Regions from separate parts of the Macaca mulatta genome. Here region 1 is linked to region 2. Evidence: chromatin contacts called from public Hi-C data. All regions are on one chromosome and are shown on one strand. Each heading gives the region's core, a stretch centred on a gene start, on an enhancer-like site or on the middle of the called end of the contact. The rest is flanking DNA. Distances are from core to core; before and after follow the strand shown.

Region 1 (4,015 bases), core at 1,434-3,933, 78 kb before region 2:
CCCAAGTAGCTGGGACTGCAGGTGCGCACCACCTTGCCCAGCTAGGCTGGAGTGCAGTGGCACGATCTCGGCTCACTGCAACGTCTGCCTCCCAAGTTCAAGTGATTCTCCTGACTCAGCCTCCACAGTACCTCACAGGCGTGAGCCACAACGCCTAGCTAATTTTTGTATTTTTAGTAGAGATGGGGTTTCACCATATGGGCCAGGATGGTCTCGATCTCCTGATCTTTCGATATGCCTGCCTCAGCCTCCCAAAGTACTGGGATTACAGGCGTGAGCCACTGTGCCCAGCCTGCCCAGTCAATTTTTATATTTTTTGTATAGTCTGAGTTTCCCCACGTTCCCCAGGCTGGTCTGGAACTCCTGGGATTAAGCGATCGTCCCATCTTGGCCTCCCAAAGTTCTTGGATTACAGGCATGAGCCACTGTACCCAGCCTCTTTTTTTTTTTTTTTCCTTACTGTGTTGCCAGGGCTGGAGTGCTGTGGCATGATCATGACTCACTGCAGCCTCAAACTCCTGGGCTCAAGCAATCTTCCCACCTCAGGCTCTTAAGTAGCTGGGACTCACAGGCTTGAGCCACCACACTGGGCTAATTTAACTTTTTAAAAATTTATTTTATTTTATTTAGAGGTGAGGGTCTTGCTGTGCTGCCCAGGCTGGTCTCAAAATTCTGGGCTCAAGCAGTCCTCCAGCCTTAGCCTCCCACGTAGCTGGGACTACAGGCACACACCAAGCCACTATCCCTGGCTGGACTCAGGTCTTCAACACTTCCCACCTGGTTCCTTCTGTCCCTTCCCCACTCAGGAGGGGTGAGCCACTGTCCCCATGACAGTGATCAATGGCTGTGGAGGTCCAGCTGAGCATACAGCCCCTGCCACCTCCAGCAGCGCCACTGCCACATGCACGGTGTTACACATAGAGGATGCAAACCCTTCACCCAGTTACCCACCCTTGTGTTCTGAGGACCTCCCCAACAATGACTCTGGCCTTCCTCCCACATGGGCTGAAGAACCGCCTACTCACTGGCACCCCAACCCCACACATCCGGACCAGGACCAGGGACTGAGCAGGAGGGAAAGAGTCAAAGCAGCAGGTACCCTGGAGGAAACTGAGGCATGGCCAGAGAGAAAGAACCTTCCCAGCCTTTGGATCTCACCCTCATGGTGACAAGAAGTCAGGCCAGTCCCTGATATCAGTGCCCACAGACTAAGCACCCAGTGTGAGGTCCATTAAATTATGGGTTGCTTTCTAAGACTGGGAGCCCCCAGGGCCACTGGTGAGACTGGTTCGGCTTCTCCATCCCAGGGAGACTGCACTTTTGCCCTCCACCACGAGGTGGCGTGCGATAGTGCGCTTAAGATTCAGCACTTGCCAAAAGTTAAAAAAATAAAATGTAAACTAGGCCCGGGGGCTCACGCCTGTAAACCCAGCACTTTGGGAGGCCGAAGCGGGCGGATCACCTGAAATCGGGAGTTCGAGACCAGCCTGATGAACACGGAGAACCTCGTCTCTACTAAAAATACAAAATTAGCGAGGCATGGTGGCCCATGCCTGTAATCCCAGCTACTCGGGAGGCTGAGGCAGGAGAATCACTTGAACCAGGGAGGCGGAAGTTGCGGTGAGCCAAGATCGCACCATTATACTCCAGCCTGGGCAACAAGAGGGAAACTCCGTCTCAAGGAAAAAAATAATAATAATAATAATAAAATGTACAAATGAAAAGGTAGTTACACGGGCCCCCCACACAGGAACCCACCCCCATAAAGATACTCAGACACTTGGTCATACCCAATATATGTCTACACTCAGGCAGACACACTCATCCACAGAAAGACAAACGGCAAAACCCAGGCACGAACACCAGAAGCCCTTTCCTTCTAGCGGTGAAATAAAGAACATCAGATCCCTGAAGCTGACATTTGGTCCTTGATCCAGCCATGCCTGAAGCTGACCCTACAGCTAGTATTTTCTGTCACATGAGCCATAAACTTTCCTTTTTTTTGCTTGAACCTATTTTAGTTGATATTTTGTGGAGCACAGCCAGAGTCCTGGCTGATAGAGATGAATAAAGCACTTGCCAGGTGAAAAATATTGAGGCATTCTTTTTTGGTTTTGTTTTGTTTTTATTTTAAGATTGAGGCATTCCTGAAGGCATTGCAAGATGTAGGATATTTACAAAAGCCTGGAGGTATGACAGAGCATGGTGGGTGCAAGCTGTACTATTAGGTGCACCACAGTGCTAGCAGCAGATTTAAGTCAGGCAGAGGGGTCTGGATTCAGTCTGAGTACTTAGCCTACTTGGTACTTAGGAATACTAAGTACTTAGTCTACTAAGTAGGAGCCATTGAATGTTCTTGATGGGGGGGGGAGTTCTCTCAGAAATGTCCCTTAGGTGGGAATAAATGACTTCGCTGCAAACCTTTGAAATAAGTTTAGGTAAGAGAAGACTGAGCCTCCAGAGAGGTGGGCCACGCAGGCCTCCCAGACACAATCTTGACTTTGATCGCTCAGAACCAGCGTGTCTGAACTACAATTTCCGGCATGCAACGCGAGCGGCCTCCTCGTCCCTGGTGACTTGCCGGCTCAAAACACGCTGATTGGTTGCACGGGATGCTCGTCAGATCAGAGTCGGGCTCTAATTGGTCGAGTTCCCGTGGAAGGCCCGGAGCCCCAGGCCGGTGGGTCCGTGCACCGCGCTCCCGCAAGCGCCATGGTGAGCGAGCGTCTTGCGAAGTGGGGGGCTCTGCAGGGCCGGGGTCCAGCCGAGGGGGTCCAGGGAGACACTGAGGGAATGTGGTCTCTTCTTGGGGATTGGAGGCTCTGAGGGATTCGGGGGCACGCTGAAGGCCGTGTGTCCCTGTCTGGGGGCCCTGCTCTCGCTGCAGGACCTCCGAAGGAGTCGACGGGGGTCGTACCCAGGGAGACTAGAAGCCCTTAAGCGTTCTGGGGATTCCGCTCTCTGGAGACCTTTTAGGGGTTTGGGGTCCTGCTATGGGGTCGTGGTCCCACAGAGGGGCTGCGGACCTCAGCACATTTGGAACCTTGTTAAGGCGGTGTGGGGGCCTGTTGGGGTCCACTCTGGGGACAGGGGTCCTGCAGGAGCGTGGGGGCCGCGCCGACGGGATCCATCAGGGGTCCCTTCTATATCGGGGTGTGTGCAACGGGCAGGGGAAGCCGTGGGCAGTGGACTCAGGAGGTCTGGGTGGCCTCAGGGCGGGCAAAGTTCTCAGAGTGGGAGACAGGACAGTTGGAACCTTCACGTCTCACTCAGCTCTGGGTTCAACCCACTGAGTATGTTCTTAAAACTTAGCCCAGCCCCAGGGGATCAGGCTGGTGCGGGTAGATGGGGCACTCCCACAACCCTGACGCGACTGGCCTGGGCAGAGAGGGACGTGGAACTGGAGAACTGGAGGGTCCCTGCCTGGGACCATCCCCGATGAGGGGTGCTGGAGATGGCCCTGAAGGAAGGGCCCTGATGGCCGGGATTATTGAAAGTGGGACGTTGTCCCAGGCGCAGGTGCAGGACGCTGTAGGAGATGAGGGCGCGGGCTCCCGGGAATGAGATGGAGGGAAGTTGCATTGATTTTATCAGGGTTCTTGGGTTCAAGGATCGTAAATCCAGTAAAGGGAAAAGAAGGAGCTGATGGAAGACTCAAGAAAATCCTTGGAGATGTCTGCGGAGCCCTGACCTTGAGATAGGAGGCTGGCTGGAGGGCAGGGCTATCAGAACATCCCAGGACAGACCTCTAGAAGCCTTAGGTGAAGAGATACACCCCTCCACCACCTTTTCCCTTAGGGGGTTTTGGGAGGTGGTGGGGTCATTGATGAAGAGCCCAAAGGTCCAGGAAGACCTCTGAGACTCCAGTGGTTGGGCGCAGTGAGGGCTGAGGAGAGAGCTGAGCCATGGGGAGGTGGAGGGGGGGTCTGTAGCTATGCCTGCAGGGTGCAGAACCGAGTTGGGGGCTGACTGTGAGACTGGTAAAGGCCTGAACCACCTGGCAGGGTATGGGATG
Region 2 (4,569 bases), core at 1,145-3,644:
TTAGAATGCCTATGTCTGTTCAATGCAAATTTACCAGTGGTTTAAAAGGGCTGGGGGATATATACCTCCCCCCACCCCAGTCATAGACTACCTCTGGAAGAAAACACAAGAAATTATCAACAGTAAGTGCATCTGAGGAGGAACGGGGTAGACTGCCTGATTTCTACTACATGCCCTTTTGTACTGTTTGATTTTTTGTTTTTAACTATATAATAGGCCGGGCGTGGTGGCTCACGCCTGTAATCCTAGCACTTTGGGAGGCTGAGGCGAGTGGATCACTTGGGGTCAGGAGTGCGAGACCAGCCTAGCCAATATGGTGAAACCCCGTTTCTATTAAAAATGCAAAAATGAGCTGGGCGTGGTGGCACACGCCTGTAATCCCAGCTACTCGGGAGGCTGAGGCAGGAGAACTGCATGAACCCAGGAGGCAGAGGTTGCCTTGAGCCAAGATCACGCCATTGCACTCCAGCCTGCGCGACAGAGCAAGACTCTTTCTCAAAAAAAAAAACCCAAAAACTATACACTCAATGATCTTGTCAAAGTTTATACACATGTACATATATAACACACATGAAATATGTGTATATAAACTATGTATATAAACATATGCATATAGGTACTGTGTACAACACACACCCACACACATATACATACATATATACACACACATCCATATATGTTTTAAATGACCCCTATTGAAGTTGGACAGAAAGCCCAAATGGCTTCAGTTTCCACAGGAGAAGCTGAAGGTGACATGACCCTCTGGAACATTCTGGCACCGTCTTTGCAGGGAGAGGTGGGAGGGGATAAGAAATGCTCCGCAAGCCTTACAGGAAATGGCACGTTATTGCTTTTCAACAACAAAGCCACTGTCCTCCTTCTATGCTGCATGCTTGCAAATCAGACTCAAGAGAACTAAAAAGTTCCAGAAGAATCATTCCTAGCACCATGCCAGGCTCCCAGGCTCGTTTTGCAGGTTAGCTTTAAACAGCTGAAACAGTAGTTTGACTCACTCTAAAGAGTGTTTCCTTACTCTGTTTATCGGCTTCAAGGGCCCAAGGAGTGTCTGAGAGGGGTCCTCGGTCTGCAAGGGCTGGGAGCCCCGGCCCCGGCAACTCCCTCTCCGGCATCCTGCAGGAGGTACCCAAGATGATGACCCCCCCTCCTCCGGTAGCGTCTCCACCGCCAGCCCGCCCCAGGACTCCGAGACACATGCTTGGCAGAGGGGCTGTCCCTTCCAGCTAAGCCTTTCCGGACCGAGTCAAAGTCACGACTCCTGCCAATCCCTCTGAGATAAACATAACAGATGGGCGCAAACGCGGTGGGTCCCCACAGCAGAGGGTCAGCGATGCCCAGGATGCAACAGTCTCTGCCTCTAGCATTCAAGTGGTTTAGGTCTGTGGCTGGTAAAATGGAGATGATTCCGGTTTCGTCTGACCGATGGGATTATTCTAAGGTCCGGAAATCACTTTATAGACTGTCAAGCACTGTTAGAAATGAACACTGGGGTAAGCTTTTGTTTGGGGAGGGGAGGGTGCAGCGATACTGAGATACCAAGGCTTGGGGGACTATTGGAGGACCTGGGGGATTCGGGGGGATTATTACAGAGGGTGTGCGAACACAGGTGCACGTGGAAGAAAGCCCAAGATGGGAGAGGGTAGGAGGGAGGAGAAAGGGGAGAGACAGAGGTGTGGGGCTGCCAGGACCAGAGGGCAGTTGCCGGGGGTAAAGTCCCTGAGAAGAGGGACCCAGGTTGCTGGGGGAGTGGGTACAAGGGTAGCGAGCAGATACCTGGATATGAGGAAAGGCAGTAGGGGACGGGACCAGGTCCAGGTGTGAGTTGCGGGACCGTGGGTTAGAAGTCACAGGCTCAGGTGTGGATGTGGGGGTGTCATCGACAGGGACAGTCTCAGGTGATATGAGGGGTATTCGTGAGTGGGGGTGGGTGTTCGTGAGTGGGGGCGCGGTGTCAGGTGTGTGAGGGGGATGTCAGACCCAGCTGTGCGGGGCGCCGGGGACAAGGCCCCAGGGGTATGGGAGATGTCAGCAAGGACAGTTTCAGGTGTATGGGGGATGTCAACGAAAAGGGACATGGTGTCAGGCGTGCGTGGGCTGCGGGTGAGGGGCTCAGACCTGGATGCAGTAGCCCCCAGAGGGCAGTAGACGTGGAGTGTGGGGTTGGGGGGGGTCTTTAACCTCTTCTTGCCCTCGCGACGCTGCTGTCACGCCCCGCCTCGTCCGCCCCTCGCCCCGGGATCCATGACAGGACCCGTGCCTTACCTCAGTTCAGCCCGACAAGCGCGGGCCGCTGACGCTTGCGCCCCCCGGCGCCCCCGCGCCCCCTCACCGGCCCGGACGCGTCGCCGCCGCCGCCACCTCCAGCCGCCACGGCCCCGCCTCGCGCACCCCCAGAGCGCGCCACGGGAGGGGTCCACGCCACGCCCCGATTGGCTGCTCCCTGGCCAGTCAGCGCTGGAAACGTCAGTGATTGGCGGGTATGAAGCGTATGGGCAGCCCCCGAAGCCAATCGCTGACGGGCAGAGGTGGGGCTATTGGGAGAGGCCTGGGGTGCCTCGGTGGTCCCGCAGGGTGCTAGGCGCTGGGAGGCGAGGGCCTGGAGGCAGGCGAGGAATCTTGGCAGAAAACAGGCAGAACTGTCGGCCAATCGCCGGGGACCAAGGGCGGGGCTACGAGGAAACTGGCGCGACCGGTGGCACAGAGGCGAGAGGAACAGAGGGCGTAGCCTGGGGGGAGACGGGGATTGGCTGCAAAGCCGCAGACTGGCAGGTCCCGCGGCCAGTCGCAGCGGCCGTGGGCGGTACGCCCCCAGGGAAGGCTGGAGCGTTCAAGGTGCAGTCTCACCCAGAGCGTGGCAACCCGACGCCTGGTGCAGGGTCCCCTGAGACTCTCGTGTAGAGCCCGCCCTCTGGCCACCCAGCGCAGAAGCGGCTGTGAACTTGGACCATCAAGGCTGAAGGACTCCTGGATAATTCTCCATCCCCTTACTCCCCACTAATCCCCTGCAGACGACACAGAGAGGGCAGATTCGCTGGAGGTCACTCTGAGCTGCCCTCTGCATCTCGAGGTGGTGTGAAGACATGGAAATAAGGAGCAGAATCCTACTGAAACGTGCTGTGTGGTTTTCTGTGTGTCTGACCTGTGTCCCAGGTTACCTGCCATGGTATCCGGTGACATCCCTGTTGGGCCTCCTCCCTGCTAAGCCTTTTATGAATTAACTGAATCTTAACCACAGTCCCACGAGGTCAAAGCGACCACTGACCCCTTTTACAGAAACCAGAGCACAGAGAGGTCAAGCTCCATGCCCAAGGTTACACAGCACGTTGGTTGCTAAACCAGACAATGAATCTACAGCAGCCTGCTTTTTGGAAAGGGAGTGTCAGAGAAGAGCCACTGGGGGCCTCAAGAGACCTAGGTTTGAATCCTTGTCGAATCACTGGCCCACCACACAACCTTGGGCAAAGGCCTTGTGAGCCTCAGCTGTTTCATTTGGAAAAGAAGGGGGATAATGATTCCTATGCCTTGATCTTTCCTCTCTGGGGTTGCTTCCCTGGGAAAATTTATAACCCAGCTCTCATTTTAATTATCTGATGAAAGCATTTGACCCTCAGCAGGTCATGTGCGGCCTGTGAGCCTCAGCTCCTCTGTGAAGTGCGGTTAATGGCGTTGCTTTGCAGAAAAATGCCAGCCGTTTAGGGAGACACCTGCCATCTCAGGCATGGCTGTGTCATCGGCACCTGCCCCGAGGCCACTCTGTTCTCTGACTCACCCTTCATTTTCAAGACGAAGAAGCCTACAAATGTTTCCAGATACCAGCTCTTGTTTCCTCTAGGTGCTGGCCAGGGTTGGTGGAGATCAAGTTCAGAACCAGGGAATCCTGGGAGGGAGCAAGGCTGAAACCAACCTTAGAAAGGGCTCATGTTTCAGGGCTGTGCAAGCCCCTGCTAAGTGCGTGATACACAAGTTTCAAATGGGGAGGATGTGACTGGAAATCACTAGCCCAAGGCCATCATCAAACTCCTGATATTCTCACGATATGCCTACATGGACCTCCCCTCCCATACCTGCCACCTATGGTTTACTACCCCCGGCAACTTCCAGGACCTGGCCTCCATTGTGCCCTCCAGAGAAGAGGAGGAAGCTGAGGTCAGTTAAACATCAACTGGGTGCCAGGTCCCTGCTGGGCTTTCTCCAATACCATCTCCCCACCTCACTTCCAGGTGGACGTAACAGTGCCCACTTTGCAGATGAGAAAACTGAGCCTATGGTGGAGAATATTCCTTGGTGGAAGGACCCAGGGCTGGGTTTGAACCCCTGCTCTTTTTAACATAAGCAATGGCCAGTAAGAGCCACAGAACCTTCAGCAAATAACACAAGCTCCCCACTTCAGTTTCCCAGCTATCTCCTAGGGCTGATGTGAGCATTGATGAAATGGAAGCGAAATGCTTACAATGGCTTAGTCCACGGTAAGCACTCATAGAAGTCTGGTGATGATGATATATTGTTCTTCTCTGGGCCTGTTTCCCTCTCTGTAAATAGCGCTTCATGGAG

The links. Hi-C and Micro-C count contacts between places; a contact is called where the count stands out from the background.
Region 1: a Hi-C map of cortical neurons shows a contact between it and region 2, with 3 times the contacts expected there. The contact joins the promoter of TMEM161A here to the promoter of SLC25A42 in region 2. A contact is called at or near these places in 3 of 14 Hi-C or Micro-C datasets (cortical neurons, fetal cortex germinal zone and liver).

Annotation. Positions count from the first base shown.
Region 1 is chr19:19,713,850-19,717,864 of T2T-MMU8v2.0, reverse strand. TMEM161A (transmembrane protein 161A) reads left to right here and starts at 2,683. Exons shown (of 11, transcript XM_077978495.1): 1 at 2,683-2,715. The coding sequence starts at 2,713.
Region 2 is chr19:19,635,451-19,640,019 of T2T-MMU8v2.0, reverse strand. SLC25A42 (solute carrier family 25 member 42) reads right to left here and starts at 2,394. Exons shown (of 8, transcript NM_001194691.1): 1 at 2,281-2,394. It overlaps LOC144336859, which reads left to right and starts at 1,503. Exons shown (of 2, transcript XM_077978489.1): 1 at 1,503-2,495; 2 at 3,027-3,128. The coding sequence starts at 2,260. The coding sequence ends at 3,108. It also overlaps a transcript of ARMC6 not described here.